3 separate regions of the Mus musculus genome follow, and all the other regions are linked to region 3. The links are chromatin contacts, called in public Hi-C and HiChIP or PLAC-seq maps. All regions are on one chromosome and are shown on one strand. The core of a region is the stretch at or near the end of the contact, and the rest is flanking DNA. Distances in the headings are between cores, read along the strand shown. Region 1 overlaps A330033J07Rik (RIKEN cDNA A330033J07 gene). Region 2 holds the start of 4931429P17Rik (RIKEN cDNA 4931429P17 gene). Region 3 holds the start of 4930471G24Rik (RIKEN cDNA 4930471G24 gene).

What was found. A called contact is a pair of places that touch in the nucleus more often than the background predicts. HiChIP or PLAC-seq counts read pairs in DNA pulled down with a chosen protein or histone mark.
Region 1: a Hi-C map of olfactory sensory neurons shows a contact between it and region 3, with 3 times the contacts expected there. The contact joins the enhancer-like site here to the promoter of 4930471G24Rik in region 3. A contact is called at or near these places in 2 of 484 Hi-C or Micro-C datasets (olfactory sensory neurons and uterus) and 1 of 115 datasets of contacts at active chromatin or transcription factors (embryonic basal ganglia).
Region 2: an H3K4me3 HiChIP or PLAC-seq map of embryonic basal ganglia shows a contact between it and region 3, with 4 times the contacts expected there. The contact joins the promoter of 4931429P17Rik here to the promoter of 4930471G24Rik in region 3. A contact is called at or near these places in 7 of 39 promoter capture datasets (the 3T3-L1 cell line, cranial neural crest, embryonic stem cells and 3 more), 26 of 484 Hi-C or Micro-C datasets (adipose-derived mesenchymal stem cells, differentiating embryonic stem cells, embryonic fibroblasts and 11 more) and 1 of 115 datasets of contacts at active chromatin or transcription factors (embryonic basal ganglia).

Annotation. Positions count from the first base shown.
Region 1 is chr13:48,073,559-48,076,414 of GRCm38.p6, reverse strand. The region is part of intron 1 of A330033J07Rik (RIKEN cDNA A330033J07 gene); the gene reads left to right. Among named protein-coding and RNA genes, the nearest start is that of Gm36346, 37 kb to the left of the region's middle. Within about 2 kb of position 1,589, at least 23 of the 459 cell types and tissues checked have an H3K27ac peak or open chromatin away from gene starts, as enhancers often do. A contact at or near this core is called in olfactory sensory neurons, where this site is marked.
Region 2 is chr13:48,017,207-48,020,000 of GRCm38.p6, reverse strand. 4931429P17Rik (RIKEN cDNA 4931429P17 gene) reads left to right here and starts at 1,393. Exons shown (of 8, transcript NR_038004.1): 1 at 1,393-1,569; 2 at 2,021-2,130.
Region 3 is chr13:47,666,066-47,669,255 of GRCm38.p6, reverse strand. 4930471G24Rik (RIKEN cDNA 4930471G24 gene) reads right to left here and starts at 1,706. Exons shown (of 2, transcript NR_153835.1): 1 at 1,268-1,706; 2 at 863-1,116.

The DNA of each region.
Region 1 (2,856 bases), core at 340-2,839, 410 kb before region 3:
CTCTGGAGTCAAAGAAACCAGGCTGCAAGCCTGCTCCATCAGCTCTTTCTGGGTCTGCAACCTGTGGGTGGACAAGTCTTGCCACCATGGGAAGTGGTCTCCATGTATTTCCCCATCCCTGAAATGAAGGTGCCCTGACAGAATATTCTTTAGAGCCATTGATGAACTTGAACGTTGCTGAGCTGTGGTTCCCTCTTGCTCCCCAGTCGCTGTTCTTTATCTTCAACTGACTGATGAAGCAGAATGTGTATCACTCTATACCAATCTTCTCTTGTACCCCAAGAGTCTAAATATATATTCTTGCCCTTAGTATACTGTAGGTTAGAAATACTGCTATTGTGTCACTAAAAGAATACTCTTTTCTTCTTTTCCTTCCTTCCTGTTTTTCCCTACTTAATGTGTGCGAGGGTACATTTGTGCATGTGTATGCTTTCTTAGTCTGGTCTCAGACATGCTAATCATTTGAAGGTGACCTTGACTGTGAGAACTTCCCAAGTGGTGGGGCTACAGGTATGGGCCACTAATGCCTGATTCCTTTTTCAAAACCGTAGTTTGACAGACTCCCTTCCCTTCCCATTGCCCCCACCTCTCTCCTTCCCTCCATCCAGAACTCACGGGACCCAGAGACATAAAAATAAAACAAATACTGTTTAAAAATGTTGTTTTATTCTGCAGAGATAAAGAAAGCTTAACTTAATGGATGGTAACAGTGATAAACACATTCCTGGAATCTGTTACGGATAAATCTCCTTCCTTCTTGCAGAGAGCAGAGGCAGACAGTGAGCGTGGCAAAGTAAAAGTTGCATGCGCTCTGCCAGTCTCTGTAGACACCAGGCAGCATCTTCTCCGCTGTGGAGGAAACTTGGCTTCAGTTCCTTTTCTGGGTTTTGACTATGTAAACTCATTCCCTGGAGTTCTCTTGGAGTCATGAGTCTGATTGTAGATCAAAAGGTGTTGCTGAAGAGGGGCGTGTACTTGGTGTCCCTGGAGGGGGGAGTTGTACTTGGTGTCTCTGGAGGGGGGATGTCCTTGTTGTCTCTGGAGGGGGGATGTCCTTGGTGGTTTTTCTGTTTGTCTTCTCATTAAGCTTTGTTTTCCTCTTTATTTTTTATTTTTTTTTTATTTTTTGTGATTTTGAGGTTGAAGCACATTAGCTGTAAGACATCTTTGAGTGCCAATCATTATTAACAAGATAAAGATAATGGTCATTAACTATTATACTATATTTACTATATAGTATACACTGTAATACTAATTATTATAGTATATTATAGTAGACTATACTCTCCTTTCTGTGGAAAGGAAAAGGGGAATGGGGAAGAGAGGGAGAGGATGGGGAGAAGAAGAAGGAAAGAAAAACTAGAGGGGAGATAGGGAGGGAAGGAAGAGGAAGAGGGGAGAGGGAGAAGGAGGGGAGGGGAAGAGAGAGAGAAAGAGAGACAGAGAAAGAGAGACAGAGACAGAGAGACTGGGAGGGGAGGGGGATAGGGATAGGGAGGGGAAGAGAGAGAGAGAGAGAGACAGAGATGACAGGGAGAGGAGAGGGGGAGGGGAGGGGTGTTGCTGGAGAGTGAGTCATCCAAGCTGCTTTTCAGCTAAGTCAGCCAGTGTTCCTCTCTGTATGAATCCATCTCATCTGACTCATTCTTAGGCATCAGTGTTGAAGTTCAACCTTAGATCTTCTCATGCCTCCTTCATCTTTTCCTGGGCTTAAAAACTGTGGCTATTCCTCTCCAATGCAAGAACTTGGGAATGGATAGCATTCTTCAGTTTTATTTAGAGCTGGCGTCTCCTGGGGTTCTTTCTGGGTTCCCTGTTATGGCTTTTAGAGCATATCTCTGTGCATCCCTGTTTGAGTGCATGCCACCTCTGGGTATATCTAGTGTACTGGAACTTTCCACCTAGACTGTGTCAGTAGAGGAGCACACAGCCTTTGAGTTCTTTCCTGGTATCCCTGAGGTATCCTCCGCTCTACTGTCGGTGATGTGTTGGTTTGAATATGCTTGGCTGAGGGAGTGGCACTATTAGTAGGTGTGGTCTTGTTGGAATAGGTGTGCCACTGTGGGAGTGGGCTTTAGACCCTCATCCTACTTGCCTGGAAACCAATCTTGTACTACCAGCCTTCAAATCAAGATGTAGAACTCTCGGTTCCCCTTGTACCACACCTGCCTGGATACTACCATGCTTCCTGCTATGATGATGATGGACTAAACCTCTAAAATTGTAAGCCAGCCCCAATTAAATGTTTGCCTTTAGGAGAATTTCTTTGGCCATGGTGTCTCATCACAGCAATAAAACCCAAACTAAGACATGTGGTTTTGCCCATCTCCAGATTGAACAATATAACAGAATAATAGAAAAAGGCAGATTGGCTAACATCAAGTTACTTACATTTTATTTTAAAATTAGTTTACAAATCAATAGTCCCAAGCCTATTGTGTCTCATTCATTTGGATCAGCAAGAGCCATCTTGGACCATTTAACTTTCCAGGAACTAAGAAGTTTCCAGTCTTGAAATGTAGCTGGCCACTCATCCTGTGATTTCACACAGGAAGCTGCAAGAAAATACATTTGAGCTTACATACACTATTTGCATTGAGTGTCTTACGTGTGTTAAAGATCGCAGCTCAGCAAGGTTACTGAAAGAGCCAGTTGCCTTTTATTTGTGGGTTTTAGAATTTAGAAAAGAAATTGGAATTTTATTCCACGTAATGGTGTTTGGCTTTTATAGTATGGGAACAAAGGGACAGAACAATAGAAAGAGACAGATTGGCTAACATGAAGTTACTTACATTTTATTTTATAAAAATGAGTTTATAAATCAATAGCTTTCTCTGTTGCATTTTCAAACACATT
Region 2 (2,794 bases), core at 144-2,643, 350 kb before region 3:
CGGCCCCTTTAGAGTCTGCATCTCTCTGATTCTGTGTTCAATTAGGTGTAGACACAGACTCCAGCTCTTATATAGTGTTTAATTGTACAGATTCCATAAAAAAAAAAACCCACTTAATCTAAAGACACCAAATACTCTCTTTTATTGCTCCACTAAATACTTTTACCAGCAAATGCTTTTGGGGTGCATTTTATTTATGGATTTTTTTTTTCACGATGCTGGATAGCTTTTGTCTTTTTTAGTGCCTTCTAGTTATGGTTGTAGGCTGATCATTTTCTGGTTGGTTTCACACTGAGCTGCCTTAGAACTCGTTGGGAGTGGTAATCGCTTTCCACTGTTTGTATTTTGTTTCCCCCTAGTCTTGTGCTAACTCTTCCCGACTCCAGCAGGAAATTTGCTGTGCCACACATTCACTCTGGGCACCGCTAACACCTCCATGGATAGATCAAGTAAAAGATGTAAATGTTTCTTATTCAAACAAGGAAAGACAAAATCTAATCAACCCTACCAGCAAAAGGAAAAAAAAAAAAAAAGATTGAGAGCTGGAAATCCCCGCCCTCCAACACCCCCGTAAGTGAGATTTGTGAGAGAGAAACGGGTTTATAAATCTGTGTTGGGAAACAAAAACAAATTATAAAAGACCCCTAAAGGAAAAGATTTTGATGGCTTAAAAAACAGCTTGCTTGGCATTCCGTGCTTAAGTTTAAAAATGAAAGTAACACGCTAGAGAAATCAGCAGTAGCAACCTACCAGATTTCTCAACTAGAAGGACCCATCAGAGTTTGTTAGAAGGAACGTAAGAAAAGTTGGAGGACTTTCTGTCACCTTGAACCCTGGTTACTAAGCTCTGGGTGTAGCTAAGGGGTAGTTCTCACAGCTGAGAGCCCTGGAAGGCTCAACCTGAAGGTAAGAATAAAGTTACTGCAGAGCAGACCCGCCTGGGGGCAAAGTGTCACAACCAAAGGCTTGACCAAGGGCCCCAAATATAAGAAATTCACGTGACCAGAATAGAAGCTACTAGTGTTTGGATCTTTTTACACAAAGTTGATTTATGTTTATGTACATGTTTGTGCACGAGCTTACTTGTCTGCATTTGCATTGCTTGTGTGCAGGGACTCTCAGAGGTCAGAAGTGGCCTCAGATGCCCTGGGATCTGAATTCCAAGCGATTATCAGTCTCCTGCTATAGGCACTGGGAACCAAACCCAGGTTCCCTGCATGAGCAGAGAGCTCTTAACTGCCTAGCCAGCTCTCCAGCTGGTCTCTCCTAGCTCAGATACCGGCGGCAGTCTTTTCCTGCAGGGTTCCCAGAGTTCATCTGCTTCCATAAGATGGTGTCTGAGAGGAGGAAGGGCTGCAGGCAGGAAGTGATGTCACAGGTGGGCTGGCAGCTAGAAACATGGATTCTGATTACATAGAGGGCTGCAGGCCATCAAAACCCAGTGCTAATCAATGATTCGCTCAGACCCCAGACCCAAGGTCATCTGGCCGCGCTTCTGGGATTCTAGAAAGCACGGATGGGGACGAGGAACGGGGGAAGAACAGAGGTTGGGGTTGGAGAGAGAATGAAGTATGTTTATTGTATATTTTTCCACTTTTAAAAGACTGTATTTTCTTAAGGTGTGTGTGTGTGCACATACGTGCGCATATACATGTACGTAAGCTAGCAGAGGGCATAGGATTCTCTGGTACCGGAGTAAGAGGGGATTGTGAGCCTCTCAGCAGAGGTAGCAGACCCTAAACTTGGGTCCTCTGCAAGAGCAGTATACAAGCTTAACTGCGGAGCCATCTCTCCAGCCCGCATTTTATTTCTCCTTAAACTAATCTGTTATTGTTCCCTCTGAACTATTTAGAGCTATTTGGGTTCCGTAAGTTCTGTGTCTGGGTGCTATCAGAGGCCTCTTCAAAGCAAACTTAAAGTATTTCCTTAAGCGGTGCACGCACAGGTTAATGCTACTCTGTGCACCTTGGCCTTTGGGGACTCTCAGTGGATAACTAATCAGTGCGTCTGTTGTTTCTAGGAAACATGGAGAGAAAACAATCACCTCTGTTCTCCTCTCTGGGCCAAAAGAGTGAGCAGTAATGAGCGAGCCTGGGAGGGCACCTGGGAACCACAAGCCCCAACACACAGGTTAGCATCGCCTGGCTGACCTAGCTCACAGGTGCGCCCGTTGCCAGGTAACACTAAGGGCCTCTGGGTGCTTTCAGAAGGCCTGCAGCTGGGCTCCGAGAGGTGTGGGCACAGCCTGGGGCCATGGCAAAGCAAAGCAGAGGGAGTTAGTTTCAGGGCACCCGGCAGGGCAGCCAATGCTCATCCCCGTGGCAAGTAGAAGCATGCTGGGTTTGGCCCTGAGTGCCAGGCAGGTCTGCCTTAGCTGCCTGTGCTGTGAGGAGCTTCTCTGATCACCTGCGGGCTACCCTATAGGTGTAGAACGGGGAGTGAAATCTGTTCTGCACAGCTAGGAACTCACTATTTATGATTGCATTTGTATTCCTATACGTTTGTGTTCCTGTTCATACTTATATTGTTTATATTTACATCTGCACATTTATGCTTATTAACATTGTTCATATTTACAATGATATACACATATATTGATAGCCTGACCTTGCAAAGTTATATTTGATTTTCTCTCTTGATCTTTGTGGGTGTGCATGTGTGGGTGTGAACATGTCAATCTTGTGTGTTAGTTCTTACCTTCCACCCTGTTGGAGACAGGGTTGTCTTTTTTTTTTTTTTTTTTTTTTTTTTTTTTTTTTTTTTTTTGGTGCTGTGTACACCAGGTGAGCCAATA
Region 3 (3,190 bases), core at 457-2,956:
AGTCTTTAATTGCCTATAGCACTTCAGCTAGGGATAGGAACCCTGTAGGATTCCCTCCATTCACACTGGTATACCAGTTGGTGCTGCTATTATGCAGGACATGCTTAGACAATGATTTCATGGGTGCAGTTTTCCTATTGCATATAGAAGACACTATCTTGCCGCAGTATCCTAGGCCTCTGGCTCTTACAATCTTTCCACACCCTCTTCTGTGATGTTCCCTGAGCCTTACGTGCAGGAGTTGTGTTGTAGTTATATTATCAGAGCTGGGCACCTCATGGGCTACATTCACTACATTTTAGAACAGTGATGGATATGGACACCATTACAGAAATCCGCCATCTTTGTTACCTCCCTCTTGCTGTTTGTAATATTTGCAGTCACTTTCGAATACATGTAGTCCTTGGCTGGTTTTCAAAGAACTGGAAGATCCTCTGAGTTCCTGATGGCAACATAACTGAGATAAATTTCTTCCGTTCCCACGTGCAAGTGATCATAAAAGGAATGGGAAAAGCAAGCATTTAAGAGACTTTATTTTCGAGAAAATGTGAATGCCTGTACCCTTCAATTTCAAACTGAAGGCAAGCAGCCTGGTATATACACTTCTCAGAGGTGGGAGGTTAGACTTTCACTCCATGGAAGCAATATACCACTGTGTACAATAGGATTCTGAAACAAGAAGACAGCATAGACAACCTGTTCTGTCCTAGCTTGAAGCTGTATAGAATAATGGGGGAAATAAACATATAAGCAGAGTTACCATTTAAGAAACCATTGCAGAATTTCCCTGGTATAGCTAGTCCCTTCCTCTACTTCTGGTAGAACTAAATGCTTAAAAAAAATTCCATAGTAGACTTTTGACTGTGGCTTTTCAGTTTATTTACCTCAACCCATCATCTCAACTTCAAAATAGGAAATGAATGCTTAAGAACCAAACCAAGAAGCCAGGGAGAAGACCAAAGTAAACAGCTTCTTCCCAGCGCTGACCTTGACAATTGGCCTGGCCTGGTACCAGTCACTGCGGCTGGAGTTCTCCTGTGAGAAAGGCAGATGTTTTCTTCCTTCCACCCTTGGGGTCTGCTCTCTGACCCAATTTAAGTTGCAAGGTGTACACACCTAGAGAGAGGGTTGAAAAAAACAGATATCTGGGGAATGGAGTGCCAGGACGTAGTACCCACAGAAGAACAAATTCCTCTTTCGGCGGGCAGCCCTGCATGTGCGCAGGTCACAGCCAGGCTTTCTCGTTAAAATGAAAATGCCTGCTCACCTTGCTTTCTGGTTTGCATGACTTCTTTCTTCAGGAAGTCTTTAGAGGCAGAATATAGGTATGCACAATGGAGAACATCTTGCGTTGTTAGATTGTTTTAAGTCATTAGACAGTTCAACTAATGACTAATCAGTTATTGGTGAGACAAACCAGAAGTGAGGGAGACATTTTCACAGCAAAGCCGGACGCTTACTGATCTGTGATCAGTTAGCTAGGGAAGACTTTTATTAGCCAAAACCACGAGACCTCTGTCTCCTACATATCTTTTAGCTTCAAAGTCTAGAAAGTCAGCAGTTGTCCGTCAGGAAGTTGCCCACAGTGCAGGAGGCACAAAACACCAATTTATCAAATACCTATGCCTTGCCATAACCTTATTCTGGCTGCTGCCCAACCTGAGCTCTGCAAGGACCAGCCTGCCAGCCCGGAGGAGGAGATCCTCAGAGGTTGACGGCCGATGGGCTCCCCCTAGAGGCCAATTGATGCTTCGGAGCAATGACGGCACCATGGCAGGTTGCCAGGAAACCAACTCCTTGGAGCCAGGGCAGAAAAACACAGGAGCAGAGGGTCCCCTGTCAGCGCATTGTTTGGTTAGAGGATTTCATCTCTCTGGAGGGCATAGCTGAGTGCAGATCCCGTCTAAAACCAAGGAGAAGAGGGACTCTATTAGTCCCAGCGGGGGAGCTTCTTTTATCATCATCATCATCATCATCATCATCATCATCTCTCTGCTTCTTGGGGGCCACCTCCTTCCCTTGCTTTGCTTACACTCCTGGTATTTATTTTCCATAGCAGCTCTTGCAAAGGCAAGGCAGAGCTGGAGGGGAGCCCTGTGTTCAGGAAAGTAAATGGCTGAGCTCCAGCAGTCAGCAGAGCAATGTGCATTTGGTTCCTGCAGCTTCATACCTACCGAGCTCCTTTTCCTTTGAAAGAGCTCGGCCTTGGTTTTCTTTTTTTCCCTCAGCAAGATACCATAAGGTTTTAGAAAACGCAACTTATAAGCGAAGGCTCTAAAGAAAACTCACACAGCATTTTCTGTGATTATTATGTTTAGGTAGCATTTTAAGATGTGTGTAGTTATAAGTGTTGCTGGAGCCAAATCTTTCATAATACTGATTATTCTTTGAATGGTCTTCATATACTTTAGGATGGATTTTAGAATTGTCTCCCTAACCCCCTCAGCTCTGTGTTGCCAAGCCTCTTGCTAGGTGTGAACTCCCTGTGTGTGTTATTTATAGCATCACTCTTTCCCTCTCATACTTTCTCTTTCCTGTTCCATTTGCTGTTTCAGAATGCATTTGTGTGTCAGAGGTCCTTCAGGACAGCTAGGCCACTAAGAATAGAGTGCAGCCTATATTATTTATAGAAGCAGGGCCACACCCAAGAAGTTGGGGAGTGAGAGGCTGAGGAAGGGCTAGGGGCCCAGACAAGTCTGTCCCCATCAGCCCTCGGGGAGGGGCACAAATGAACAAGTGGGAGCTTGCAGGAGAACTCGGGGGAATGAGGTCAGGCGCACCCAGCCTGAGGTGAGTGTCAGGACGAGCTGGTGCAGTCAGCAGGAGAATCTTGCCTCTGCCTCTGGTGATCAAGCTGAGTTAGCGCAGGTTAGCAAGCTGAGTTAGCGCAGGTTAGCAAGAACACAGGGTGCCCAAGAAAGAGGTAGACACACGGCAAGGACTGAGAAGGTGAAACAGCCTGTCTCCTCTCTGTCTGCCTCTCTCTGGTAGCATCTAATCATGACTGAACTCACCTGTGTTTACGGTGTCTTGGTTCTACTTTCCGAACGGTGCAAATGCTGCTTTGGGTCAACTCTAACCTGGAGCCATAGAAGGAAAAAAGGATTCTGAGAGCCAGGCTGATCTGAGACAAAGCTGAGTATTTGACATTCAGCTTTCTATGCCGCGTACGCAATTATAAATTTCTTAT